Regions from separate parts of the Mus musculus genome. Here all the other regions are linked to region 4. The links are chromatin contacts, called in public Hi-C, HiChIP or PLAC-seq and capture Hi-C maps. All regions are on one chromosome and are shown on one strand. Each heading gives the region's core, a stretch centred on a gene start, on an enhancer-like site or on the middle of the called end of the contact. The rest is flanking DNA. Distances are from core to core; before and after follow the strand shown.

Evidence for each region. A called contact is a pair of places that touch in the nucleus more often than the background predicts. HiChIP or PLAC-seq counts read pairs in DNA pulled down with a chosen protein or histone mark. Capture Hi-C pulls out chosen DNA fragments and counts their contacts.
Region 1: a Hi-C map of forebrain shows a contact between it and region 4, with 3 times the contacts expected there. The contact joins the enhancer-like site here to the promoter of Hrh1 in region 4. A contact is called at or near these places in 10 of 39 promoter capture datasets (the 3T3-L1 cell line, the HPC-7 cell line, cranial neural crest and 6 more), 1 of 15 datasets of contacts at CTCF or cohesin (large pre-B cells), 9 of 484 Hi-C or Micro-C datasets (the HPC-7 cell line, cardiomyocytes, cerebellar granule neurons and 6 more), 3 of 115 datasets of contacts at active chromatin or transcription factors (embryonic forebrain, embryonic stem cells and pancreatic cancer cells) and 1 of 9 other capture datasets (embryonic stem cells).
Region 2: a capture Hi-C map of macrophages shows a contact between it and region 4, with 4 times the contacts expected there. The contact joins the promoter of Slc6a11 here to the promoter of Hrh1 in region 4. A contact is called at or near these places in 2 of 39 promoter capture datasets (cranial neural crest and embryonic stem cells), 1 of 115 datasets of contacts at active chromatin or transcription factors (stem cell-derived neural progenitor cells) and 3 of 9 other capture datasets (liver, macrophages and pancreatic islet).
Region 3: an H3K27ac HiChIP or PLAC-seq map of epiblast stem cells shows a contact between it and region 4, with 2.6 times the contacts expected there. The contact joins the enhancer-like site here to the promoter of Hrh1 in region 4. A contact is called at or near these places in 3 of 39 promoter capture datasets (the 3T3-L1 cell line, the SN4741 cell line and neural stem cells) and 3 of 115 datasets of contacts at active chromatin or transcription factors (embryonic forebrain, epiblast stem cells and pancreatic cancer cells).

Annotation. Positions count from the first base shown.
Region 1 is chr6:114,713,472-114,716,916 of GRCm38.p6, forward strand. The region is part of intron 16 of Atg7 (autophagy related 7); the gene reads left to right. Among named protein-coding and RNA genes, the nearest start is that of Gm52917, 19 kb to the right of the region's middle. Within about 2 kb of position 1,855, at least 42 of the 459 cell types and tissues checked have an H3K27ac peak or open chromatin away from gene starts, as enhancers often do. A contact at or near this core is called in embryonic forebrain and forebrain, where this site is marked.
Region 2 is chr6:114,129,382-114,132,855 of GRCm38.p6, forward strand. Slc6a11 (solute carrier family 6 (neurotransmitter transporter, GABA), member 11) reads left to right here and starts at 1,860. Exons shown (of 14, transcript NM_172890.3): 1 at 1,860-2,136. The coding sequence starts at 1,896.
Region 3 is chr6:114,881,346-114,884,863 of GRCm38.p6, forward strand. All of the region lies in intron 2 of Vgll4 (vestigial like family member 4), which reads right to left. Among named protein-coding and RNA genes, the nearest start is that of Vgll4, 39 kb to the right of the region's middle. Within about 2 kb of position 2,231, at least 243 of the 459 cell types and tissues checked have an H3K27ac peak or open chromatin away from gene starts, as enhancers often do. A contact at or near this core is called in embryonic forebrain, epiblast stem cells and neural stem cells, where this site is marked.
Region 4 is chr6:114,395,861-114,399,275 of GRCm38.p6, forward strand. It overlaps Hrh1 (histamine receptor H1), which reads left to right and starts at 2,076. Exons shown (of 2, transcript NM_001317125.1): 1 at 2,076-2,138. It overlaps Gm38875 (a long non-coding RNA gene), which reads right to left and starts at 1,891. Exons shown (of 3, transcript XR_869365.2): 1 at 1,793-1,891.

The DNA.
Region 1 (3,445 bases), core at 605-3,104, 320 kb after region 4:
ACGGAGAGCGTTGTTTTCTGGGGACACTGCTGGGAAGAGATGAACCCATGGCACTGCCTCACTTTGATGCATTGGAGCTGCTGACTAGACTCTGCCGTGCAGAAGAAAAAGAAGGGACAGGGCTTGGGACGGCCATGTGTGGTTCAGCCGGCTTCAGTCTCAGCCCTGCCATTTACAGCCTTCTTTGGCCCAGTCTCAGAACTACTCAGGGCCTTATCTTCCCATTTACAGATCACAGTGAGCTCCCTGGTAGGCATGGAGACCAGGCTCATAAATACCAGCCCAACAGCCCAGAGTATGGATAAGCTGACTAACCTTCAGTGCCCAGTGCCCTCCCTACCTGGGCAGAAAGCCTTTCTGGGCAAGCATGGGCAGATGGTTAGCCATGTCACCACTGCTTGCAGGGTCCATGCCTGAGGCTGGGAAGATGGAATAAGGCCCACAGGTCCTGGTCTCTCAGTCTGCTCACTGCCTTTTGGAGTAACAAGGGCTGCTTTAGTGTCACGTTTGGGGAGCTGTTCTCCACAGTCCTGTGCATTCCGCCCCATAGCTGGGAGGGGTCCCTTCACCGTAGTCCCTGCCCAACCAATGTATTTGTTTGGTGCTGGCATGAAACCCAGCATCATGCATACCAAGCATGTGCCCAGCCACTGAGTAGTCACCCAGCCCCTGTGCCTGGCGCTTTCCAGTGAGGACAGTTGAGTAGAAGGAAAGGCTAGCCCACCAACATGGAGAGAGCTGGTGAAGCTGTGATCCAAGCCCAGACTTGGCACCATGGCTGGTGTTCTTCTAGAGCTCCTGTGGCTGGAGAGCCCTGGTCACAGTGGCCCCTCAGCCTGCCTCTGTGCAGTCTCTTCCGTCTGTGCCACCTCCTGCCTTATACCTGCTGTCTCTTAACCTGTTTCTGTCAGCAAAGTAGGCTCTAGCAAGGGTCTGGGGTACCTCTGCCTTGGCGTTGGAAACCATAGAGCCCCAGAAAAGGTGGCTTCCCTCCGTAAACCCCAGGTGTGTCATTTGTATGACCTGAACATGTCAGTCGTTTCCCATACACACTCCCAGCAGCCCCTGGCAATGTGGTAACCACCCCTCCCCCACCACACACAAGGCTGCGGACCTTCAGGCTAGCTTGGGCTGCTCTCCTTCCCATCTCCTCCAGGTCATCCTGCCTTTCTTCCTGCCCTGTCCTTCCTTCTCCTCATCTCTCTTACAGACTTCATGCTGAGGAGGGCCTTAATTAAAATTCCCGACATGCCCCTGCACTGGTTTCTTCCTTTAAGTTAAATTGCAGCCTCTGTTGCTTTCTTAGTGCTGAGGCCAGGGGCCAAAACACCCTCCCTAGACAGGTGGCCGTGTCAGATGTGTGTGCCTATGTTTCCTAAGTGCTATGGCAACTCATCCCTCAATGGGAATTCATCCCCAACAAGCGAGCCTGGCAGTTGCCTGCCATTCACCAAGCTTTCCAGCTTTCTCGTCCTTTGCAGTTATCTGAAGGGTTATTTTGGTTGTTGGCCATCTCTTCATTTGGCCTTTTCAAAAGCTGAAGAATAATGCCACCGTATATGGTAAAGTGTGTGTGTGTGTGTGTGTGTGTGTGTGTGTGTGTGTGTGTGTGTGTGTGTGGCTTACTTATTTCAAGTTTTGAGCCTTTATTTTTAGCAACATTCTAAAACAGAAAGAAGAGAAAGAACTTTAGAATTAATCAGAAATGCTCAGTCCCCATTTAAACAAATGTTTTTTGTTTTTTGGTTTTTTTCTTTTTCTCAAGTAGAGGGGACCATTTATACGACTGTGCTCTGATTAGGGGACATCATCTCCTGGTGGCAGATTCAGCATCCTTCTCCCCTCCTCCCCTCCTCTGCCTCCCTCCCCCTCCTCTCCCTCTTCCAACCCCCTCCTTCTCCTCTTCTCTTCTCCCTCCTCCAGAGACAAATGGTTTCCTGTTGGAGGGGAGCTGGCTAAGTCCCTTTGTGTATTTTGCTTGTAAAGAATGACCTGTAAAGTTCTGGCTCATTTTCTCAGTGCCCCAAGGAGAGCGTTTATTAATCTCTCCCTGTGGAGTGTGGTGCCTGGAAAGCCCTCACCCCACCCCCAACACCAGTGTGAGTGGTGGAGAGCATTCCCTGACTTCTTTGCTGTCCTGTGAGTGGGTCCTGGGAGGCCACTGGCCTGCTCTGTCCCTCCATATGAGTGCCCAGGCAAATTGGCCTGTTCTGATATTGTCTAGGAACAGTGAGAACCTTGATTAGTCCCCAGCTGAATGTTAGAGCTGAAGAGATCTGGTGCTAGCCTTGAAAACCGTGGAAAACCACTAGCTTCGAGAGCAGGCTCTTTGGGCTGAAACTTTTTTTTCTTATATTTATTTATTTATTTATTTTTGGCCTCTGGCCCAACCCACGGGGATAGATACTGCAAGCAGGCAGCAAGTAAAGCTGCTTTGTGTATGAAGAGGGGGTTTCTTTCTCAAAAAATGTATTATGTTGATGTATGAATCACATACAGATAATGTCCCAAGTCACTAAATGAATGATCCAAGCACTCACAAAGTGAACACAACGCGCGCGCGCACAAATGTGTGTTTGTGTGCTTCTCCTGATGGCCCTTCCAACAGACGGGTGAGCTCTTCCCGACTCACGGAAGCTTTTGTCACACTTGGAACTTAGAGAAAACGGAGTCCTATAGTATGTGCCCTTCGGTTAGGGGACTTTGGCAGAAAACTTTTTCATTGTAGTTCTCAGCAATTAATTGATATCCCACCCACCTGGATCTTTTATTCAGACCATAATAACCAGACATGATGTCACAGCTTGTAGTCCCAGCAGTTAGAGGTGGGGACAGGTGAGTTGAGAGTTCAAGGTTCTCTGGGGCACATAGTAAGGCCCTGACTCAAATGTGAGAGTGGGATGGGGTGACTCAGTGGATAAAGCACTTGTTACACAAGCTCCAGGACCGCACTTCATGTTCCTAGTTCCCATGTAAGTGCAGGGTGAGCATGGCAGCCCGCCTGTGACCCCAGCATTGGCACTTGAGAGGAAGAGGCAGGAGACTCTTGGAGCATTTGGCCAGTTAGACCAGCCTCACCGAAGAGCCTTGGGTCCTGGTGAGAAGTCCTGCCTCTGTACATACTCAGAGTCTTACATGGTGTGTGTGTGTGTGTGTGTGTGTGTGTGTGCGTGCGTGCGTGCGTGCGTGCGTGCGTGCGTGCGTGCGTGCGTGCGTGCGTGTGTGTGTGTGTGTGTGTGTGTGTGTGTTTGGTGTGACCTCCATCCATACATGTGCATCACACACAGGGGAAATGCGAGAGGCAAGAAAGGAAGTCAGGTTGTTGGATTTGTGACTTTTTCATCTTGATGACAAAATATCTGCCAGAGACAAGTTAAGAGAAGGATTTGTTCTAGCTCATAGGCCAGCACAGAGAAGGTGTGGCAACAGGAGCATGAGACCGAAT
Region 2 (3,474 bases), core at 610-3,109, 270 kb before region 4:
AAAGCAGATCAGAACAAGCAATCAGGACTGTGGGGGACAGGAGGTGGTGGCATAAAAATCACAAGAGTGGGAACTGCAGGGAGAGGGGAAGGTACACGAATCCACAGAGGGCTCAGGCAGGCTGTGGGTAGAGAAGCCCAAGAACCAGGATTTGCTGCCTAGTCCTCCAAGACTAATTCAACACTCCACTTACTTCTTTAAGAAATGTGAGCTTGGAAGAAGGGCATCTAGGTTGTGTCTAAGGGTCACAGGGCAGGGACCCAGGAGCCCTGGGACCAGAGGGACCCAGGCAACCCAAGGAGTCTGCTCCAGGGCTATGTAAGAAGCATGGACCTGCCCACACCCACCGTGACATCAGCCTCTCCTTCCTCCATCTGTCGGTCAGTCAGCTTTTCAGTGCGGCAGCACATAGCTCCGAGAAGCAGTGTACAGTGTGGATCTGGCACTGCCTCCTAGAGGCCCTGAGTTTGGACTCAGGCAGAAGTGTGTCATGGGACAGTGAAGGCTTACCTCAGGATGGCAGAAGAGACCAACCTGAGGATGGTGGGCTCCCATATTCCTGGCCAACCCATGCCCGCAATAACCTGAAGACCCTCCTTTAAGGCTCTGCCTCTTAAAGTTTCCTCCACCAGGGGCACCACAGGTAGGGCCAGCTGTCAACTCACAAGTGTCATCCGACCCAAAACAACTCCTTCTCTACCTATACCCCTGACTCTATCTCTATCCATACCCTTGACTTCAGCTCGGTCCTGGGCATGAAATCCAAGGCTCGACACATCATCAGCAAGGACTTTTTACTTAGCTATATCCTTGACCTTATTATCTACAAATACTTTCTAAGTACATGTTATATAGCATATTTCGCCAAGTTCTCTGCCATTATTGTAGGACATTGTATGCTGTTTGTACAACCGAGAGGAGGGACGTATTGAGCCAGACGTGGACATGCATGTCTGCATACTGCATGGTGCATGGTCATTGACTGTCTCTACTGTAGGAAGACTGTTTATCAGCATCTTGTCATTTATCCTTTCACCCAAACAAAACAATAAGCAAGCAGTACAAACCTAAGAAGGTGATATTGGAAGCATCTTTTGCAGAACAGCAAACTGAGAAACTGCAGTCTCAGGAGCCTGGCCAAAGTCACACAGCTCACGTAGGTGAAGCAGGATACTCAGCTTAGACTTGCCTGCTCCTGCCGCTGGATGTCCGTACTCAATGCCACACTGTTGAGACTCATATGTGTGTAGAGTGGGGCCACGAGGGGGAGGGGGGAATGAGACCTCCAGGGTAGAGGGTACTGGGCATGGGGTTGGGGCTACAGCTCAGCTACCATCACCAGGGAGCTTCAAAAGGACTTTGCATCTCATGCCCCGGCCGTATTCTCACCAGGCCCCTGCAACTGAACCCTACACACACAACTGTTCGCCCTTCAAAAGTTAGAGCTGCCCATCTACCTCTGAGTAGAGATGGGAAAACTGAGGCCCAAGCTTTGAAAGGTCACAGAGAGGGGATAGAAGTTCAGGTGCAGCACTCATAGCCCACTTGGGCCTGGATAACAACTCTGCTGTTACCTGCACTCAGAAGCCAGCGAGTCAGGCTGCAGGGCAAACCCTGTGCCCTGAGTTAGCCAGGTGGGCGCAAGGTCAAGGTATTAAGGGAGGCGCTGGGCGCACAAGGTCAAGTCACTGGACTTGCAGCGCCCCTACCATCCCGGGATTCAAGCGGGCAGGAGGTGGCCTGGGCATCGTGTCCCCGTCCCGTGCGGTCCGACCCGGGCGGCTCCCTCGGCTCCACCCCCGGCTCCCCCGCCCGCCGCTCGAGCCTCTCAAAAGCCCGGGCGCCCGGGGCGGCGGCGCAGAGCCGGGGCCGGCGCACGAGGCGGCAGGGCGGCCATGACTGCGGAGCAAGCGCTGCCCCTGGGCAACGGGAAAGCGGCCGAGGAGGCGCGGGGGTCCGAGACGCTGGGCGGCGGCGGCGGGGGCGCGGCGGGGACGCGCGAGGCGCGCGACAAGGCTGTCCACGAGCGCGGCCACTGGAACAACAAGGTGGAGTTCGTGTTGAGCGTAGCTGGAGAGATCATCGGACTGGGCAACGTGTGGCGCTTTCCCTACCTGTGCTACAAAAACGGCGGAGGTGAGCGCGGCGGGGATGGCGGGGACGCGGGGCGACACCTGGGGTGGGGTGACACCTCTCGTGCATGGCCCCGATCCCCCCTCCCAGTCCCCAGGAGCTGTGGGACTGCACGGGGCCCACCTGTTTCTCTGCGCCTGCGTGCACAGAGCCCGCTTCGCACCTGAGCGCACCACCATCTGCCACCTGCCACCGGGCCCAGAGCAGCGTCTGTCACCTGCGTGAGGGACAGACCTGGCCCAGGAGCTCTGCTTTCAGGCCACTCTCACTGGTATTTTAGGCAGAAACCTGTTATTTAGCCTCGGATGTTCCCTGTCCTCACAGGAAGAGACTGATCTGAGCAATCTTTTAGAGAGGTCGCCGAAGTGCCAGGAATAGGGGCCCAGCGTTAGCCATGTCTTGTAAATTTTTAAATCGTCTCACAGTCAGTCACCTTGGAAGGGAATGCTGTTATGGATCTCAACGACGATGGTACTAAGCATCTAAGAAACTCTCTGTTTTACTACTGCTGAGAGTGAGATTCAGACTCTAAAAGCTTTCTGTGCAGGATCAGGCTGACCCCCGGGGGAGAACTTTTGGACGGCCATTTGCCACTTGCTCCCCTCTGTAGTAGGCCCTTTCTAGGGAAAGTATTTTAGGCCTCTCTGGAGGAAAAACTGGCACCAAGCAGTTTCTTTTACTGGGCTCAGACTCACCCACAACAACTGCAACCACGCTGATGTGTGTGAGACGGGGAAGACCAGCATCCCTTCCAACGACAGCATCACAGAGTGCCATTAGGAAGAAATGAAGCTGTGGTCCCCATCTCAGAGTGGTACCCAACACCCCCACATCCCCCTCAAACTTCCACACCCTTCCTATCACAGTAGGATGGCAGAGTGGCGAGGGGTCCCATTAAAGCCTGTGGTGGCACAGTTCCTCTCAGAAAAGACCTGTGTTGGCGTTTTTTCTCCTCCCTGTCCTACCCCTAATCTTCAAGAAAAAAATCTCAAACCCTAAAAAGGTGATAGAGAAGTTGGTTGGCAGGGACAGTGCAGGGCTTCCTGTACAAACAGCTAAGGGGCCTGCGAACCACACTGCCTGGCTCAGGCCCTTTCTTTGGGGACATTCACCCTGAAGGCACAGGCTGCTCCAGGCCTGTCCTGCACTGGTAATGAAGTGGCCAGTGGTGTCCGTGGCTTGGCAAGGGGAGACAGCTGGCTGCAGACTTGAAGACCCAAAATGCACCCTGTGCCCTCAGGCAGGCCCTGCCTCACTGTGCAGACGGAGCCTTCAGAAGCTACCATGTGTGCTTAGGAAAAGCTGTACCTTTAGGATAGTTTGGGGCAGAAACTATTTTAA
Region 3 (3,518 bases), core at 981-3,480, 490 kb after region 4:
GAGTTCGAAGCCAGCCTGGGTCTTTATAGGGAGTTCCAGAATAGTCAGAGATGCATCCGAAAATCTGTCTTTTTTTTTAAAGGGCACAGGGAGAAGGAAGAAAAATCTTGGGAAGAGTGGCTCCCAAGGTAGAAAGGGGAACACAAAAAGAAGGGTCATAGGAGGATCAGCCAAAAGAGATTCCTTCTGGAGTCATCACAACATGGAATTACAAGTGTCCCCCAAATCTGCCACCTTGTGGGCAGAGCATCAGGGGGAACCTGGCCCAGCTTCCTCAATCTCTCGGCCCTCAGTGGACACCCTGATAGTTCCCTCTGTTAAAGGGGGGCACTCAATAGCCTTGTATCGGGGAATTGACCAGGTACTTCATTTTCCAAGTTAAGCTTCGAGGGTCTGAAAGTTTACAATGGAATTCTGAAATCAACTGCTCGTTATGTCGGGCCACATCTCTGAGAGAAGTTTTGCTCCACAGTGAATCGACAACAGATCTAAACAACACGTTAAACGACAGTCCCTGGAGGCCTACGACCCGTCTGTACCACCGCTGGCAAGTCATAGACGCTCGCTGTCCTCCTCTGAATCCTCATACAGAATGAAGGAACAATGCACTGTGGTCTCTTCTTCCCAGGGCATTAACCCCACATGAGCAGGGCTCACCTCCTAACCTCATCTAACCTTAAGAACTCCAAAGACCTTCGCACTGGAGGAGAGGGGCTTCAACTCGTGGATTGTGAAGGACCACAAGCCAGACTACCACAGGCCCCAGAGCTCTTTCCCTTGGAGAAACTCTGGGCTGAAAACTATGTCTGACCCAGAACCTGGAAATTTGCATAGACATTCCGCCATGTACACCCAGCAGCTCCTCAGACAACCTCAGCAGTGGCTGAGCCCCTGACTTGCTGATCTAATGAGAGCCAACGGACTCCCACGACACTCAGTGCTGAAACTGTTCCTGTGACCATCCATGAGCTCCCACCCTCCCTTCCTTTGCTGGAGACCACTGCTATGTAGCCCAGCCTGGCCATGGACTCTCCAATCCCCTGTTTCAGCATCCCACGTGCTGGGTCATAGGGTATGTACCACTGGGCCTGGCATCCTCGGGCCATCTCTTAGGACTCCTCAAGGGAGGCAACAAGAAGCCAATCAGCAGGAACAGCAGAGGCCGGGCTTCTCTGCCAGCCAGGGAGCTGAGGCTCCAGAATTCAGACCCTCCTGTGGGCAGGCTTGTCTCTGTCACCAGACCCCAGGACAGCTTTAAGCTCTTTGAGTATGCTCGGGAGATATTATAAAAATAAAAAGTGTTTCGACCGAACAACACAGCAAAGCAAGAGACAAGTGCCGTGCTGGTCAAGTGTAAACACCAGAGCTGCTCCTGCCTCCTCCTGCAGTGAGGCCCAGCGAGTAGGGAGTAGGAGATCTCGGAGGAGGGGAGGCGCCATCAACCCACACCCTGGCCAACCCCTCAGCAGTGTCTCTATCTTTCCTCTTTCCTCAGTTGGATCTTTCAGAGACCTAAGAGAACAGCACTTTATTTCAGGACAGGCTGGCTTTGTGTTCCAGCAAGAAGAGTTCTATGAACTAGGCAATGCCCAGATTAACCATCTGTAGTCCAAACAGCTGCACTCTCTGTCCCCAGCTGAACGCCTTGGGGCCTGGGCAGGGGACCTTCTAATTTTGAATAAATATCTTTGATGTAACGCATCAGTCACTCCTGCTTTGCTGATTTCGGTGTGACCCTTTAGAACACGACCCTGCACACACTCTCGCTCCTGGTAAGCCTCCCTTCCCCAAAGTTCTGACCCACTTCTGTAACCCCCAGGACCGATTACAGCCACAAAGCTGGCGAGTCCCCACACAGCCAGGATTGCACTTGGTTGACAGTGCTTTTGTTCTGTCCCCTGGCTCCTGACACCCTTGGCATTTCTTCATTTCATGTGTTATTCGTTATTCAGCCAGAAAAATGCCAGGAGCAAGATGGTGGCCTGCCTGAGCAGCTCTCTGCAGAGACTCTTAAGGCAGAGGCGAGGCCGGCCAGGAAAAGGCTGACGTCAGCTCTCTGAGAGCAGCTCCCTGCAAGGATAAGGCGGCCTTTGTTTTCAGCTCAACTGTGAAAATGAGAAAATGCCTCCAGCCTCACAAACAAGAAACCCACACAGCCCAGGTCAGGCCTGTGACCTTTACTTAAAGGTACCACACTTCATTAGCAGAGGCTGTCGACAGAACCCAGGAGGTGTGGCCACAACCACCCAGGCCACTGCTAAAAATCAGCTGTCTGTCCAGCACAGCGCAGGCTAGTTCCCCAGCTCTTACTAAAGTGTGAAAGGCACAGTTAACCGCAGGCAAGCCAGCTCCGAGCTCACACTGCTCTGTCAAGAAGCTTTTCTTTACAGACATAGGCTCTCTTCTAATTTCTGCTGGCAAGTCAATCACGTGTAAGCCAGAAAGAAGGAAAGAAGATCCCAGCTTAGCAGTAGCTTGATTTTTGAGTTTCTGCTCAGGGGAACTAAGATCTTGGCTGTAAAACAGTTCCTTAAACACCAGAATACCTCCAGGGATACTGGGATGACTGGTGAGCTCCGGGTTCAGGGAGAGACTCTGCCTCAAAAAAAAAAAAAAAAAAAAAAAAGTGTGTGTGTGTGTGTGTGTGTGTGTGTGCGCTGGTTTTATGTCAACTTGACACACCCTAGAGCCATCTGAGAAGAGGGAACCCTAATTAATTAAGAAAATGCCTCCAGATCACACTCTACACAAGCCTGTAGGACATGTTCTTCATTAGTGACTGATATGGGAGGGGCCAGCCATTGTGGGTGGGGCCATCATGAGCAGCTGTAACCCCCACCCCAAAGTACCAGCAATTACATTTTGATTGTCCTGAAACGTCAATCTGTCCAAAAGGTACAACAATAAAGTCTCGTGACAGAGCTAAGACTCAGGCATGTGCCATAGCTGCCACTGTGAGGCAGCTGCTGGGGGTGGAAGGTGGGAAAGCCTGCCGTGGCTATCACCAGCCAGAGGTGGACCCTCATAGAGTTACAGAGGTCCCATGCTGCTCCAGAGGTGGACCCTCACAGGGTTACAGAGGTCCCATGCTGCTCCAGAGGTGGACCCTCACAGGGTTACAGAGGTCCCATGCTACTCCAGAGGTGGACCCTCACAGGGTTACAGAGGTCCCACGCTGCTCCAGAGGTGGACCCTCACAGGGTTACAGAGGTCCCATGCTGCTGTCTTAAAAGGGGGAGAGCAGGAACATGGATGTCCCAGAACAAGAGGACACAAGGTCATGCCCATGATTCGGCACACGGCTGGTACCCAGCGCACTCAATGGCTGCTGTCACAGAGAAGCCCTCTCTAGCAGCGGCCTCACGCTAAGTGACAGGATGTCCACAACCTCTGCAGAACACCTCAGCCGACAAGCTGCCCTGGGAAGGCTCCCTGACTTCCAATCTCAGTTGAGCAAAGTTAAGGAAGCAACATGTGCCCAACTGCTCAATCTCCGCTCAGCTCGGTCTTAATGTTGG
Region 4 (3,415 bases), core at 826-3,325:
TTGCCCTCTTTTAATCTTAAGTGTCTGAAGAGCAGTTGACTAGACCAGCCATCAGCATGTGACTCAGGCTTGGCCAATCAAGAACACTCAGTTTTCTCATTTGCAAACCAGATGAAGACAGAGCCTCCCTTTGAGCTGCTCTGAGAAGCAGGCAAGTTGACTCCTCTCAGGGAAGAGCCTCCACTGGATGGAAGGACAGGAGGACAGGAGGACAAGAGGACTAGCCTTGTTTTTTCACTTGCTACCTACCTCTTGGTAGTTGGCTGACTTCAGCTAGACATGGCCCAGGTTACCCTATGCTCTGTCAGTCACAAAATGACAACAAAATAAACAAAACACAAAACCCAAAAAACAACAGAAGCTTCAAATAATGCCTGATACACTGTTTCTAAAATGCTGATTTTTCTAAAAATCCCATGGGTAGAACAAGACCATAATAGGCCTTAGGAAGTGAAACCTTCTCAAGCAGAATTCCAAGTTATCGGGCGCTGCTGACTTTCAGGAAGAAGAGAGATGATTTCCAAGGCTCTCTGCCATACGCCCCAACTCCTGTAAACTCCACAGCTGTGAAGAGGAAATATCTTGCCTTACAGTTTATAACAGGTGCGATCCTGGTCACTCCTTCAGTTCCAAACAGTGCATTAGTCCCACAAAGTGTAAATATGGAGGCCCTAGAGTAGCAACTGGAAGTAGAACGTGCTGTGGATTCCTGGGCTCCTTGGTCTCTGGAGGTACAGGTCAAAGAGGGTCAGGGTCTGGCAGGGTTGGCACCCAGGTCTGCCAGCTGACCTGAATTCAGCCACCTGTTGCCTGGGTTCCTAAGGGCATTTCAAATGAGTCTGGAGTCCCACCTTCCAGGCAGGCACAGACAGGCTCAAGGTCAAGGGCTATATCGAGGTGCTTACCAAGTAAGCCCTTTGTGTAAAAGACATCATTAACTTGTCCTCCGCCCCTCTGTGTTAAAAACTTTGGCCTTTGGACTTGGGCTGGGTAGGCTAGAAGTGCAGTTCTCGGTGAGGACATGGTAGAAGCTACAAAACCTGCCCATCATCTATAAATAGGGCTGATGACTGCTTCTTTTTTCTGGTGTAGTTTGAGATTTAAATCAGGGCTACGAGGAGGGGACTAAGACATCCATACAAGTCTGGAACTGAGCCACACAGGGCTGGGCCTGCATTCCCACAACTACATACCACTGCGGGAGGATGAGCCCCTTCTAGGGGGCACGGTGTCATAGCAAAGAGGAGCCACTTCCCTTCCTCAGTTGTTCTCCCTTCCCTGACTGTTGCCATCTGAAGCCACAATTGAATGTTAAAAGGGTTTTCCCTAGCAAAGAAGGAGAAACGCCCTCTCCTAGCTCAGAAAAACAAAACCCAAAAAACAAAAAAACAGTTCCTTAAGTTTCCCCAACACACACACACACACACACACACACACACACACACACACAAAAACACACTCTCGCCTTCTCCTCTTAGCCGGCACAGGTTCCTAAGTGTAATGGTACAGTGAGAGTTGAACAAGGTCGGGATAGCTCAGCGCAAGGCCCTGAGTTTCAGCATAGCACTTGCAGGATGAGGACAGGAGGGAAGGAGGGAAAGAGGGAGGGAGAGGGCGAGAGCGCATTCATTCTTCAGGATCTAGAGAAACAGTGGTTGTGCGGTTCTAAACCTCCCGAGTCTTGGTGATCCGGATCAATCAGTGTCACTAATTTAAAAAACAAAAAACCAAAACAAAACCCAAACAAAACAAAACAAAACAAAACAAAAACCCAACTAGTCCCTTGGTCCACCTGCGGTTGAATTTGCGAAGAATCCTGTCAGCTCCTCCTTATCTGAGGTCTGGTCTGTGGCTCTGCGTGTCCCCGGGTTAGCATGCGGTGGCAGTGTCGGAGGGCTGTCGCCAGGCTTCCGATCCATCCTTGGCTTCTTGCCAAGCTCAGGGCTCCGCCACAGATGCGGGGCGCGGCGGTAGAAGATGGGCGGGGGAGGGTGCCCTGGGGCTGCTGGTGGGCGGGCCTCTCAGCGGCTCCTCCCCCGAGGCCGCCTCCGCGTGCTCCCGCCACCCCCGCGGCCGCCTCCGCCACCGCACCGAGCAGTCTGGCCGCCGCCGCCAAACTTTCCCCGGAGCTGGCGCGGGTGAGTCGGAGCGCAGCGCGGGCAGGGGCGGGAACCCGGTGGCGGGCGGCGGGAGGAGGGCAAGGATGCGCGCACGCCCAGCTCTGAGTTCCGCGCCCCCGCAGGGCGGTGGGGACATCCCGCAGGTGGCCGCACGAGGTGGGCGCGCCGGATGCTCTAGCGGCCTGGGCAGGGTATCGGAGCTGTGGCTGCTATGCCCGTAAGCACAAACACCTGTGGCTTCCCGGAGCTGGGGCCGGGCTCACCGGTTAGAGTCCGCCTCCGATTTCTGGGCCAGGGGGCCTCCTCAACGGCTCCCCGAGATTCCTCAGGGTTTGGCTTTGATGCTAACCGTGGACGCAGACTCTGGGTTGAGGTGCGATCTCCGTGCCAAGCTCCGGACATCCACTATCTCAAATCCTTCTGAATCTCCGGGACCCAGGTACTACTAGTATACCCACTTTACAGAGGAGGAAACTGAGGCTTGGGGAGGGAAAGTTGTCTCTTAGAGAACAGCCTTGAGACTGAATTGGATGAATCCAAGCTTCTTAGCTAGGTGGAACCCAAACCAGGTGTCTGGGTATGAGAAGCGTCTGAGCCAGCGCTCCCTCCTTTCCTAGCCGGCTTTATCGTCGTTTCCTGGCCGAGCCAGAAGACTTGATACTGTGGCCAGGGTGTGTTCTGATGGCAGAGAAGATCCTTGAGGGCTGCCTTTTCCCAGAGAGCGTTAGGGGATACCAAATTCTGCAATTTACGCCGTGTTGCTCTGAAAGTTAGAGTCTTGAATCAGAGCACAACTGATCTTTACAGAAGCCACCTTTGAGGCGCTTGCTAGCCTGGGCGATGGAGACACAGGGTTGCTCCAGGCAGGGTGGCTCTCCTCCGACAGGGGGCTCCCACCTCCAGACGGAATGGAGCTGAGGGAACTGGAAGATCCCCAGGCTGACTGCTCTGAGAGCGCGTTCTGTTATTGGGGGGTGGGGGGTGGGGAGGAGGAAGGGCAGGACCCTGAACCAGGGGTGAAGTGTGTTACTGGAACAAAAAGGAGAGAGTAGGTGGAGATCCGACACTCTTGGGGGCCTGAAGGCCACCGGCAATCCTTGGAGACAGAGAAAGAGCCCCCCCCCCCATGGTTATGAGATGGTTATGGATTAACATAGTTTATACAGCAGCCATGCAAGGTACCGTTATTGAGCGATAGGTGGACACTCAGAGAGGTTCAATAGATTGCTTAGAGTTGCCCAGCTGGTCCGTGGTGGAGTGGATTGAGTACCAACCAATCTTGCCTGTATCTTAAA